Regions from separate parts of the Mus musculus genome. Here region 1 is linked to region 2. A link is a contact called in public Hi-C data. All regions are on one chromosome and are shown on one strand. Each heading gives the region's core, a stretch centred on a gene start, on an enhancer-like site or on the middle of the called end of the contact. The rest is flanking DNA. Distances are from core to core; before and after follow the strand shown.

Region 1 (5,710 bases), core at 3,054-5,553, 71 kb before region 2:
CATACAGTAGATTCTAAATTCTGCTCAAAGGTGGACTCCCTGAGAACAAGGACCTACAGTCTCTCTCTACAGTGCCGGGGCGGGGGCGCACTTAACCTAGAACAGTGCTTTGGGAACACTTTACATTGTGGAAAGCTGAGCTTGGCTGGTTTACCTGCTCAAACTTACATTGTAAGTAGCTAATTCAAACAATTTGTATCAACATAACTCATTGTCAATTTCTTTTAAAAAAAAATCCTTCCAAACAGGGTGTCACTTTGTGGCCCAGTTTATTCTTAAGCCCATGATCCTCCTGCTGCAGCCTCTCGGGTGCTAGGACCACAGGCACACCCCCACACCTGGCTGCCCCACCCCTACTTCTACTACTACATGGCCTAAGAAGTTCAGCAGGGACAGCCACATAACGGCCTAGGGTCAAGTGAATGCACAGTAAGTAATGATGTCTGAGAAGTGCTCTGAAGTGAAGAGATCAAACAGTGTCTCTGGAGCCCTGGCTGGCATCCAACTCAACAGATCCGCCTGCCTCTGCCTGCGGATGCTGGGATTAAAGGCGTTCGCCACCACTGCCCAGAGACACAAAACTTTCAAGAGGTAAGTTAGCAAAAGCCTGCTATGCAGAACTGAATTTCTCACTAACATTAAAGTATACTCTGAATATTACATTACCACCACACAAGAACTTCTTTTTCCCTCCCAAAAAAAAAAAAAAAAAGCAAAGCCCCCAAAAAAGCCAAACTTCCAAAACATTTGAGGCATTTGTGTCCTGAGATGGTAATTATCAGGAAAGAGGATGGCATCTTTCCAGCATACCTGCTTTTATGATGCACACCTCCTTCCTGTAGTTCTATGACGCCAACTCTTGTGGAAAGATCTAGTCACATCAGGTCACATGGTCCTTACTCCAACCTTTGGTGTCAATGACACCAGAGGAATATTCTAACTTCCTTTTTGTTGTTGTTGTTGAGACTCTCTGATATCAAGGCTCTAACCAAGCTGCTATAGTGTGATACACAGCTTTCCATCATGAAAGCTTCAATCTCAAAAACTGAAGGTTTCCCAGTAGAACGAAGGCCTGTTAGGATCTCAGCTTCGGCTGTCAGCCAAGCGGCCAGTCTGTACCAGAAGCACAGGGTTTCATACAATGCACGTTTACAGCTCTGCAAAGCCACAGCTTAGAATATTACCATACTCCCAACTCTATCACAGGTTTAGACATCAAGCATTTATTGTAAGTTTGGGATTGGTTCTGTATTCTGGCTGCTATGAATTTCCAAATATAAAGAGTACTTCAGATTTTCTTCATGCTGGACTATAGTATCAATTAAATACAATTAAGTTACATTTATTCACCTCACAAGTAAGAGGGATACTGAGGAGCCAGCTGGTGCTGTAGCTACTGGAGTCTGCGACACTTCACAGTGTTTTCCTATACGTCCTCAACCTTACACTGTCTTTAAGGCTGTATATTATAAACATGTTTATTTCCAAGTTTTGGGGAAAAGAAACAAATAGAACAAAATGTCTTATGCTAACTTTTATACATAAAGTTGTGACTTTGTATCTGATGTACTTTGATCGTTTCCTATTGGGATCTGCCTATAACCGAATGGATCGCATGGTGATAATACAGCACCTAAGGAGACGGAGACACAGAAGGTACAGAACAGTAGTCTCTATAATGTGACAGACGGGAAAACTTACATGCTTAGTCAGAGGGAGTTAAGCCTAAAATTAAATCATGTTTTATATCTACAATTCCTCAAGCTGTGAAATGTATTTTTAAAGGCCAACAGCTAAATATTATCAACATGCTTTTATTTCAAATCACAAATGTATCTTAACCTCTTAGATTCTAAAGACGTGGGTCAATTAAAAGTTACAGGCAAACACACATTCAACACACACACATCTATCACAGGGTTAGGGTTGTCAAACTTTGACAATTACTTTAATTAACAGTAGGTAAAGTCAAGCTGACACACATCTTAATGAGAAGTAAGCAGCCTGGAAGAAACGCAATTAAAACAGATTAGGAGACAGCAGACGTCAATCTTCCGATCCACCTGCACCTGGATGCTAACACCATCATCCAGTTTAAGGAAACATGACATCTTTCTCTCCCCGAGTGGGGTCTGAAGCCGGGGTGACCGAGGAATCACGCATACATGATTACATGTCTTGTTTGTTAAACCAAGCTTTATTGATAAAATGGAATTCGGAATATCTTACTAGGAACAGCAGCAGGCCCAGCCAGTCATGATAGGAAAAAAATGTGGCAGTCTCCTACTGTGTAGGAAGCTGCTGCTTACCAATTAGTAATTAAATGTAAGAACTCATAAAGAGGTGCAAGAGAATCAAGGCATGTTAGCCCAAAATTGATAGATACTCTCATGAATATACAGGATCAGCTGCAATATCTTGGCTACGAGGAGAGGACATCCTAGAGACAGGTGAGAGCGATGGCTGTATCAGTGAGCCAGTCCTCGCCGGAACAGAGACAGTTTCCATGAGCCTGGGTGACAGCTGTGTAAGCTTTTGGAATTCTTCCTAATCGTGTGCACGTAGCATGCAGCTATGTGGCTGCCGCTTTCCCTATCCCAACCGAGTCCAGACACAGCATGACTATGTCTGTTGTGTCACACAACAAGCCAAATTTCCTTTATCATTCACTGATAGTGATTTTAAAGCAGTTCATAATTAAATATGAGCACTTTGTACAAGGACAATTACACTTTACAAAAACCAAAATCATACAACAAAAATTGCTGGAGTCTGATTTACAACATGAATTACGGTTTGAAATCACGCTTACATAAGTCTCAAATTTACAATAAAAAAAGAAAATCCATTCTGGGCTAGCTGTTCCATCGCTGAAGCTGCAGTCCTCACCCGTGTCAGACCCTCCTGTGAAGTCGGTGATGGATGGTAAAGGCTCGGCAAGGATGAGCTGGCTTCCCCTTTGCAGGCGAAGGTGAGTCCACGGCTGGGTGAGCGGCTTTACCACATATCATCGGTTGACGCAGAATCCTTCACATAGGAAAACAAACAAAACAAGGCATTAAAGGAAATCTTCCAGATGCTAAAATGTACACTTCAGAAAGACACTAATGCAGAAAGACAAGCTCTATAACACTCATCTCCAGAACTTACTTGGTTTTTAAAGTTTATGTTTATACATATATGAAATACTAATATTTAATCTGTTTGACTAAAAAAAAATTAAAACTTGTTTTGGCCTGGCCCCACCCACCAACATTTTCCATAAGCAAACAAATAAACCCGTTGATTTAGAAAAACACTGTGAGGATGGATAAATATATCATTAAACCAAGAGAATTATTATAAAGTGTCACCTATGTTATTTTAAAAGTTCATTTTTTTCATTAAATTTATTGCATTGTGGGAGGAAAACGGCATTGGTGAGCTTTGCTATGCTGCAGAATGTGTGAGAGCTGCTCTCAGTGACTCCAAGTTAACAGCTAAGAGACCACAACACTCTGCCATGCTAAGACTTATTGGCAGGGCTTCTCTAGCACAGCCTCAGGACCTGTGGCAAAGATCTTTGTAAGCATAAAAACACTTCATGGAGATGAACACTCACAATTCCACTGCTACTCCGCATGAAACTCAGAATAATCCAAGATTCTGAGTGAAGAGATTCCTAACTTAAATAAAAATGGTGAAGGTAGGTCTTCTGGAGTTGATCGATGATAGAGATTTTCTTTTTTGGCGTGAGAGGTGCCACTCACCATGCTTATATCCTCAGCCACTGCTATATGCAAGAACTGGAGCAAGCAGAATTCACAGTACTCATTCAGTCTGTGGCTAGAACAGCCTCACAGGGAAGGGTGTGTGCACTGAGCACAGGGAGAGAAAAGCAGGGCGGGCGAGAACGCTACTCACAGTGTCGTCATTTTTGTAAGGGTTCAGTCTATTGTAAACGGCTTCAATTACATTCCGCCTAAATGTTAAAAAACACACAAAGTCAATCCTTCAGAAAGTAACCCCTAGCTTGGTGCTCATTAGAACTCCAAAAAATAATCTTGCACTTTGAGCCTCTGCTGACAACACCAAGCCTGTCTAAGACACCTGTGTCCTGGTGCAGAGGCACCATTACTGTAAAGCAGAATATATGTTCCCAACTGCTCTAGAGAATACTAGAGCAGAAAGCAGTTTAACATACAAATATTTATTTTAACAAACCACCAGCTGGTCTTTCTCTAACATTCATTTACTTACTGTGTGCACATGCAAACGAGAGGTCAGAGGACAGTTTGCAGGAATTCCTCGATTTTTACGATATGGGTTCCAGAGGGTTTAAAAGGCAGGCCATTAGGCTTGGCTTAGGTGCCTTTACACAATGAGGGGGAGTGGTGGGGGGCAGAGAGGGAGAGAGGAGAGGGAGAGGGACAGAATAACCTTAGGGAGTTAACAGATCAGCTGGCAAAAAAAAAAAAAAAAAAAAGTGTATCTCACAAGAGCAGGCCTGCACCGGGATGCCAGCATCCACACGGTGGCCTGTGTCTGTAACTTTGGCACTAGCGGAGAGGCAGAGGCCTGGAGAACCCTGGCCCTTACTGGTCAGCTAGCGATTGGGTTCTGGGGTCAGTGAGAGTCCCAATGTCAAACATAAGTAGGACAGCAGAGGAAGAGGTTGTCTACCGCATGTAACGTCTGGCCTCTGCATCCATGTACTCAAACACATGCATGTACACATGCGCACACACTCAAAAGTCTGTGTGTGTGTGTGCCCCTACTTCAATTTGAGCTACAAGTGCGCAACACCAATACCAATCTTAAGACATTCTGGTTAAAGGTAAGACCGTACTTTCAGAGTAGAAGCAACTTTAACATGCTATAATAATCTATCGTATATATTGTCTTTGCTTTTCTTAACATCCCTTAAAAAAAACTCCTACCAAAAAAAAAACCCTAAAATGTTGAATACTTCTATAACAAGTATAGGAATTAGTTTTTATTTTTATTTTATTTTAATAATCTGGCTTTGTGTAGTAGCACAGGCCTAGAATCTCAGCATGTGCAGCTGAGGCAAGATTACCTGAGGTAGGAGACAGCCTGGACTATATATACAAGGACTATACCATATCTCAAAAAACAAAACAAAAACAAGGAACAAAAAACAAAACAAAACAAAACAAAAAAAAAACAAGGATAACCCTTTGATACTTAAATGACAAAGTACTTGCCTAGCAAGCCCGCACAAACACACACCCACATCCACCCACACACATGTACGTGCCCGCCCACGCACGCACACACACACACATGTTATATCCTCCTTCTAAAATTGACTGGAAGCAACTTTACAGACAGTCTTAGTTGGAGATGGTCATGGAATGAAAAGTTTTCAAAAAATACAAGTCTGAGTAGGAGGCTTTGCAATCCCTGGTGAAAAGATCACAAAAACTATAGCTAATGTGCAAACTACGGAAGATTAAAGAAATGATCACAATATCCCTCTGTGCCAAGCACTAAAATAAGAAAGAAAAAACCACCTTAAATTCCACAATGTATATTGTTAACTACAGATATATACACTTAATATAATAGCTACCTCAAGTTAGTATGGTTCTATGAAGCAATAGGAAGGGAAGTGTCTGTCTACCCTTTCTGACAGTATCCACTAGTCAACAATAAAATACTGGAAAATAAGGACATGTAGAAAACATTGCCCAGATTGAAGACAATC
Region 2 (5,783 bases), core at 2,607-5,106:
AGTTTCTTGTTGCTTTATAATATGCCCATTTAACTTCAAGTCTTTGCAGGTACCAGTTAAGAGGGGAGGGGGTGGAAAAGGGGGAGGGGGGTCTCCTCACTTCTCCTCACTTCTCTTTTTGCTGTGAGCACACTGACCACCCCTGAGTTTGAAGGTGTTCTCTCTCTCTCTCTCTCTCTCTCTCTCTCTCTCTCTCTCTCTCTCTCTCTCTCTCTCTCTCCCTCCCCTCCTCCTCCCTCCCTCCCTCCCTCCCTCCCTCCTCCCAATCTTCAGGAAACCCTCCTGTGATCCTCCCTGTGTCCTCTTAGGTCGTTTTAGAGATACCTGGGGGTGGCAGTTTGAAAAATAAATTGAAATTCGATCCTTTGGAGGCTAAAGCCACGTTAATCCACAGGGTCTATGCTCATTGGTAATTCCTACCACCACTTTTCTAAGTAAAGAGGGAGCTTGAATCAGACTGAGTATGTTTCTGTCCTTTTGATCCACAGAACTTGAGGATATCATAAGGGTATCAGTGTCAGCCCCAGGGCACTCAGTTTTGGTCAATAAGCCAGGAATCGGTGGTCTGTTGCTCCTCATATACCACTCAGGGGCTGCAAAATATGTGAACTTGGGTCCCATCAGAAGTTCTCATTTAGGGAGTGTGTTAGTTAGAGTTTCTATTGCTGCAACAAAGCACCATGGCCAAAAAGCCAGTTGGGAGGGAAGGAGTTTATTCAGCTTACACTTTCCAGATTATTGGAGGAAGTCAGGACAGGGACTCAAGCAGGGTTGGAACCTGGAGGCAGGAGCTGATACAGAGGCCATGGAGGGGTGCTGCTTACTGGCTTGCTTCCCCTGGCTTGCTCAGCTTGATTTCTTTTTCTTTTCTTTCTTTTCTTTTCTTTTTTTTTTTTTTCTTTTGGCTCAGCCTGATTTCTTATAGAACCCAGAATTACCAGCCAAGGGATGGCACCACCCTCCATGGGCTGGGCCCTCCCCCATCGATCATTAATTCAAAAAGTGCCTAACAGCTGGATCTCATGGAGGCATTTTCTCAACTGGAGCTACTTCCTCTTTGATGATTCTAACTAGTGTCAAGTTGACACACAAAACTAGTCAGTACAGGGAGTCTGGGGCTTATGCTATGAAGGCCACGTAGGTCAGAATTGAAAGGAAGATCAAATACTCACATAATGTAAAGGAAAACTTTGAACAGTTGCTGAGTAAAGCAATTACCTTACAGTTCATTGCTATAGAAAGTTTCTCAAGTGAGATGATTTTTGAACAATTACTCCCCCTTTTCTGACTTAAGAATATAACCATACCCAAAGATTGTTCCTACACAATCTTGCTACTCTGTACAAATGTCTTATGGGTGGATGTCATCATTATTGGACATTTTACACATGAGAATAGAGACGAGGCAGGGACTGGAAATGATTTGCCTAAGATGAGGCAGGCAAAAAACTATGAAGAAAGGACTTCTTTGAGGATAATTCCTGATCTATTACCCCATGTGGCCTCAATCTTGGAGACATTCCCTGGCCCAAAGGAGATGGCAGAGGGCCAAGGCTATCTGTCACTTCTCCCAGGGACCTTTAGATTTATTTGATTTGCGACCAGAGTGGAGAGGGGTTAGGTCAGCAGAGGCAAAGATTACAGCCTGTTTCCAGCTATGCCTTCTTGCTCATCCTTCCTGCTCGTCTTCCTTGGTTGGGCCTTGACTTTTTTTTTTTTTGTCTGTCAGTTACTGCCACTGCTTGATGAAAGTTTGCCAACAAGTTTTACTGCCCAGCACTGTCTGAGATGATGACACAGAGGAGCTCAGTTGCTATAACCACCCCGTGAATGAGGGCATTAGATCTTCATTTTCTGATGTGCTGAATGTAATGCAAGGATCACACAGAAAAGCTAGGAATCAAGGTCAGGTAAGTGAGATCCAAGCCTGTGCGCTAGAGAAAGGAGATCTAGGGACAGTGGTACTCTGGAAAAGAAGGGACTATCTAAAGAAATTACCTGCTTCACGGGAGTCTACCAGTTTCTATATCCAACCCCATTGTCTTGTGTAGACCAGTGGCAATGTATTTGAGCACCCTAAAGGGGGAACCTGGAGCTATGTTTCTGCACTAAAATGACACGTCGACAGGTATCTCTAATCTGAACCATCATCTAATGTAAACTGTTGGGGAGAAGGGGTTCGGTAGATAGTGAGGTTGCTGCTTAAACATGAAGGCTGTACTTCAGGTCCCTAACATCCACATAAAAATCTAGAAGCACAGGGTGGCTTGCCTGGAATCCCAGGGCGCTCTGACTATCCAGAGAAGCCAAGGGGCTGAACTCAGGGCTCGGCAGTAGACTCTGTTACAGGAAAGTAAAGGAAGATTGAAGAAGGCAGCCGGAGTCAGCCTCTGGTCTCCACACATACACTAGCTCACACATATGCTACTGCATACATATATGTGCGTACATAGGAAAAAAAGAAACAATATGTTATATATGTGGCTTAGTTAGGGTTTTACTGCTGTGAACAGACACCATGACCAAGGCAAGTTTTATAAAGGACAACATTTAATTGGGGCTGGCTTACAGGTTCAGAAGTTCAGTCCATTATCATCAAGGCAGGAACATGGCAGCATCCAGGCAGGCATGGTGCAGGAGGAGCTGAGAGTTCTACATCTTTATCTGAAGGCTGCTAGCAGAATACTACTGATTTCCAGGCAGCTAATATGGGGGTCTTAAAGTCCACACCCACAGTGACACACCTACTCCAACAGGGCCACACCTTCTAATTGTGCATTAGATTAGCCTGGGGAGTGTGTGTGTGTGTGTGTGTGTGTGTGTGTGTGTGTGTGTTAGAGAGGAAAGTAGGCGGATGGGCTTCCAGTCCCTTCTGTCCCTGCATCCTCAGACAGACCATAGAAGTACGTCAGAGCTAGGACCTCTGAAGCCCTTCTTTTATTCTACAAATAAAACGAGTTGCCAGATTCCTAGATCTTCCAAGAGCTGTAGGCACCCTCTCACCTTCAGCTTTAAGCACTTCTTGGCAGCAGCAACTCTCCTGAGGCCTCGTACAACGTCTCCTCCTCCTGCAGAGACTCTTGTTTGCCCAGAGGAGACCTGAGACCTGCATTGACACGACAGCCCTGGGTGGGATGCATACACTTGCATTTCTGGGATGAGTAAAAGACGCTTCCATTTTTCAGAACTCAGAGCTGCAGAAAAACTAGAACTTTATTTTATTTTATTTTACTTTATTTTATTTTATTTTATTTTATTTTATTTTATTTTATTTTATTTTGGGTTTTCAAGACAGGGTTTCTCTGTGTAGCCCTGGCTGTCCTGGAACTCACTTTGTAGACCAGGCTGGCCTTGAACTCAGAAATCCTCCTGCCTCTGCCTCCCGAATGCTGGGACTAAAGGCGTGCGCCACCATGCCCGGTTCAACCAGAACTTTAAAAGGCTGCTCTGGCCTTCCACTCTAAGCTTGGGACAACAGGCTAATCTAATGAAGAAGCGGAGATTTGTGCTCGCTTGTGGCACTTAGGACTGCTATGGCGCATTTGCTCTATAGTATCCTGCTGCCATCCTTTCTAAGACTGAAAATGGTGTGTGCCTTATCACTCTTTCGCTACATCCCAAGCCTCTGGGAAGTAGATACACTAGAAGGGGAGTGAGTGACAGACAGCATGGGCCTTTTGAGAAGGCAGCATCTATAGAAGTGTGCATTTTGGCTTTGGCTTTAGATAAGGTAAAGCCAGGCCTAAAGCGGTAACCACGTGCTCCTGGCAGGCAGGTCACATGCTTCCCTGACCTTTGTGTCCTACTCTGATGTGGCCTGACTGCCTCTACCGAGAACCTGGCTGGTACCCGACTGCTAGAGGTGGTGTGATTTCAGCAAGCCTGGGCAAGGTTCTTGGATCAAGATGAATCCTTTCCCAATCAGTTTCCTAACGTGACATTTTCCCACCTGCTGCTCAGGCTCCATCTAGCAGGAAGAATATGCATGCTCTGCTCCTGGACCAAGGGCTCCTTCTTCCTAGCACCCTTTCCTCCCAGTCTCCCTGCCTCACTCACCCGTACCTGGTGCAGATCAGGCCTCTGTGACTATTGATTGCAGGCTCCCCCCCCCCCCAACTTTAGTAGAGATTCGGGGATAGAAGGGCGTCCTCTGTCAAATATGTTGGACCCTTGGAATAAAACAAAACTAGACAGATTTCTTCTCTGTGGGGCTTCTTAGTGTTCGGTGTGTTGACATGAATGATGAGATTTGAGCAAGAAGGGTTGCTTTCTTTGGAAGCAACATTGTTGTTTTATATCTCATTGTGAATGGGTTTATTGGGAACTCTTGCCAGAGAGGGTGCTATGGAATCAGAGAAGTTCTGGGCTCTCGATGTAGGGAACTCTGTCTTCATACTTCAAAAGGCCGGGGCCCTGGGCTCTTGAGGACTAGATGCAGGCGGCTTATTTTTAGCTCACTTCCTACAACTCAGGATGATGGCTTGATCTTTAAGTCTCTTCATTACCCTCCTTTCAAAGGTCCTCCTTTTTGTGTCAGTCACCGAGGGCTCATATCTAACAAAACACTGTCACTTTGTTTCCTTCAGTTAAAAGTAGAGTGGTTCTCAAAACACGGCAAAAGTTACATTTGCCTAAGAAACAGACCCGTTCTTTGCCTGGCTTTGCTTTCTTCAATTGCTTTCTGAATTCAGCATTTCTCTTTCTATTGCTGGCCTGGGCTATACATTTGGTTTTGCTCAAGTAGAATATCTATTTGGATCGATTAACAAAATAAAACTGAGTAAAAGGAGGGCCAGGTAGGCCCTAAAGATAATTAAGAGAAATGAATTGGTGACAAAGAAACCAGATGGGCTCTCTAACCTGGATGGTTTCTGTACTCCAACAGGCTGGAGAGATGGCTCAGCGGTTGAGAGCATTGGCTGCTCTTCCAGAGGTCAATTCCCAGCAACTACATGGTAGCTCACAAACATCTGTAATGAGATCTGATGCCCTCTTCTGGCCTGCAGATATACATGCAGGCAGAATGGTGTATATAAAATAAATCTAAAACCAAACCAAACCAAAACCAATCTATACTCCAACACTGGCTTCTGGGATGCTGTGTCTGAATGACACGATGGGGCAACCCCTGACATCCACCGTGCGGGAAGCACATGAATGACTGGCACAGAGGAGGGCTGGAATGTTGGTTGTGCTTTGTGACACTTCCAAGACGGCACTATCACGTGGGGAGCATCTGTCTCCTGCTCTTCTTTCTCCTCGCCCAGTAGTAATACCCAGGTTGTCCTTCCTTAAGACATACCTTTTGGGGATGTCTAGAGAGATGTTTTAGGGATAACAGTACTTGTTGTTCTTTCAGAGGGCTTGATTTTGGTTGTCAGGATCCATATCAGGTGACTTACAACCATCTCTAACTCCAGATCCAGGGGAACCCATGTTCTCTTCTGCCTCCATGGGGATCCACATACAGATGTAATGTATACACACACACACACACACACACACACACACACACACACACACACACAAAGAGAGGGGGGATCTTTTCTTGCCTTTCATTTGCATTGATCTAGGTTCTAAATTATTTTTGTCTCACTCATTCAAATTCAATGCCTTGATCCTACCTCTAAACTAATAGATAAGACAGACAATGTAACTTCTTCCAAAGCAAGGAATTTGCAGTTTCCAAGGGTCCTCTGGCTGATACCACATGAGTCTTGAATGATGGCAAGTCACTGATAGGATAAATGCTTCAGGGTGGATTGCCTTTCAGTTCCCTTCAA

The links. A called contact is a pair of places that touch in the nucleus more often than the background predicts.
Region 1: a Hi-C map of liver shows a contact between it and region 2, with 2.0 times the contacts expected there. The contact joins two enhancer-like sites. A contact is called at or near these places in 17 of 484 Hi-C or Micro-C datasets (brain, differentiating embryonic stem cells, embryonic retina and 4 more), 2 of 115 datasets of contacts at active chromatin or transcription factors (both in embryonic stem cells) and 2 of 9 other capture datasets (adipose tissue and pancreatic islet).

Annotation. Positions count from the first base shown.
Region 1 is chr12:72,791,029-72,796,738 of GRCm38.p6, reverse strand. Ppm1a (protein phosphatase 1A, magnesium dependent, alpha isoform) reads right to left here. Exons shown (of 6, transcript NM_008910.3): 5 at 3,904-3,961; 6 at 1,799-3,027. The coding sequence ends at 2,998. Among named protein-coding and RNA genes, the nearest start is that of Gm33785, 23 kb to the left of the region's middle. Within about 2 kb of position 4,303, at least 5 of the 459 cell types and tissues checked have an H3K27ac peak or open chromatin away from gene starts, as enhancers often do. A contact at or near this core is called in liver, where this site is marked.
Region 2 is chr12:72,719,979-72,725,761 of GRCm38.p6, reverse strand. No RefSeq gene overlaps it. Among named protein-coding and RNA genes, the nearest start is that of Ppm1a, 38 kb to the left of the region's middle. Within about 2 kb of position 3,856, at least 7 of the 459 cell types and tissues checked have an H3K27ac peak or open chromatin away from gene starts, as enhancers often do. A contact at or near this core is called in liver, where this site is marked.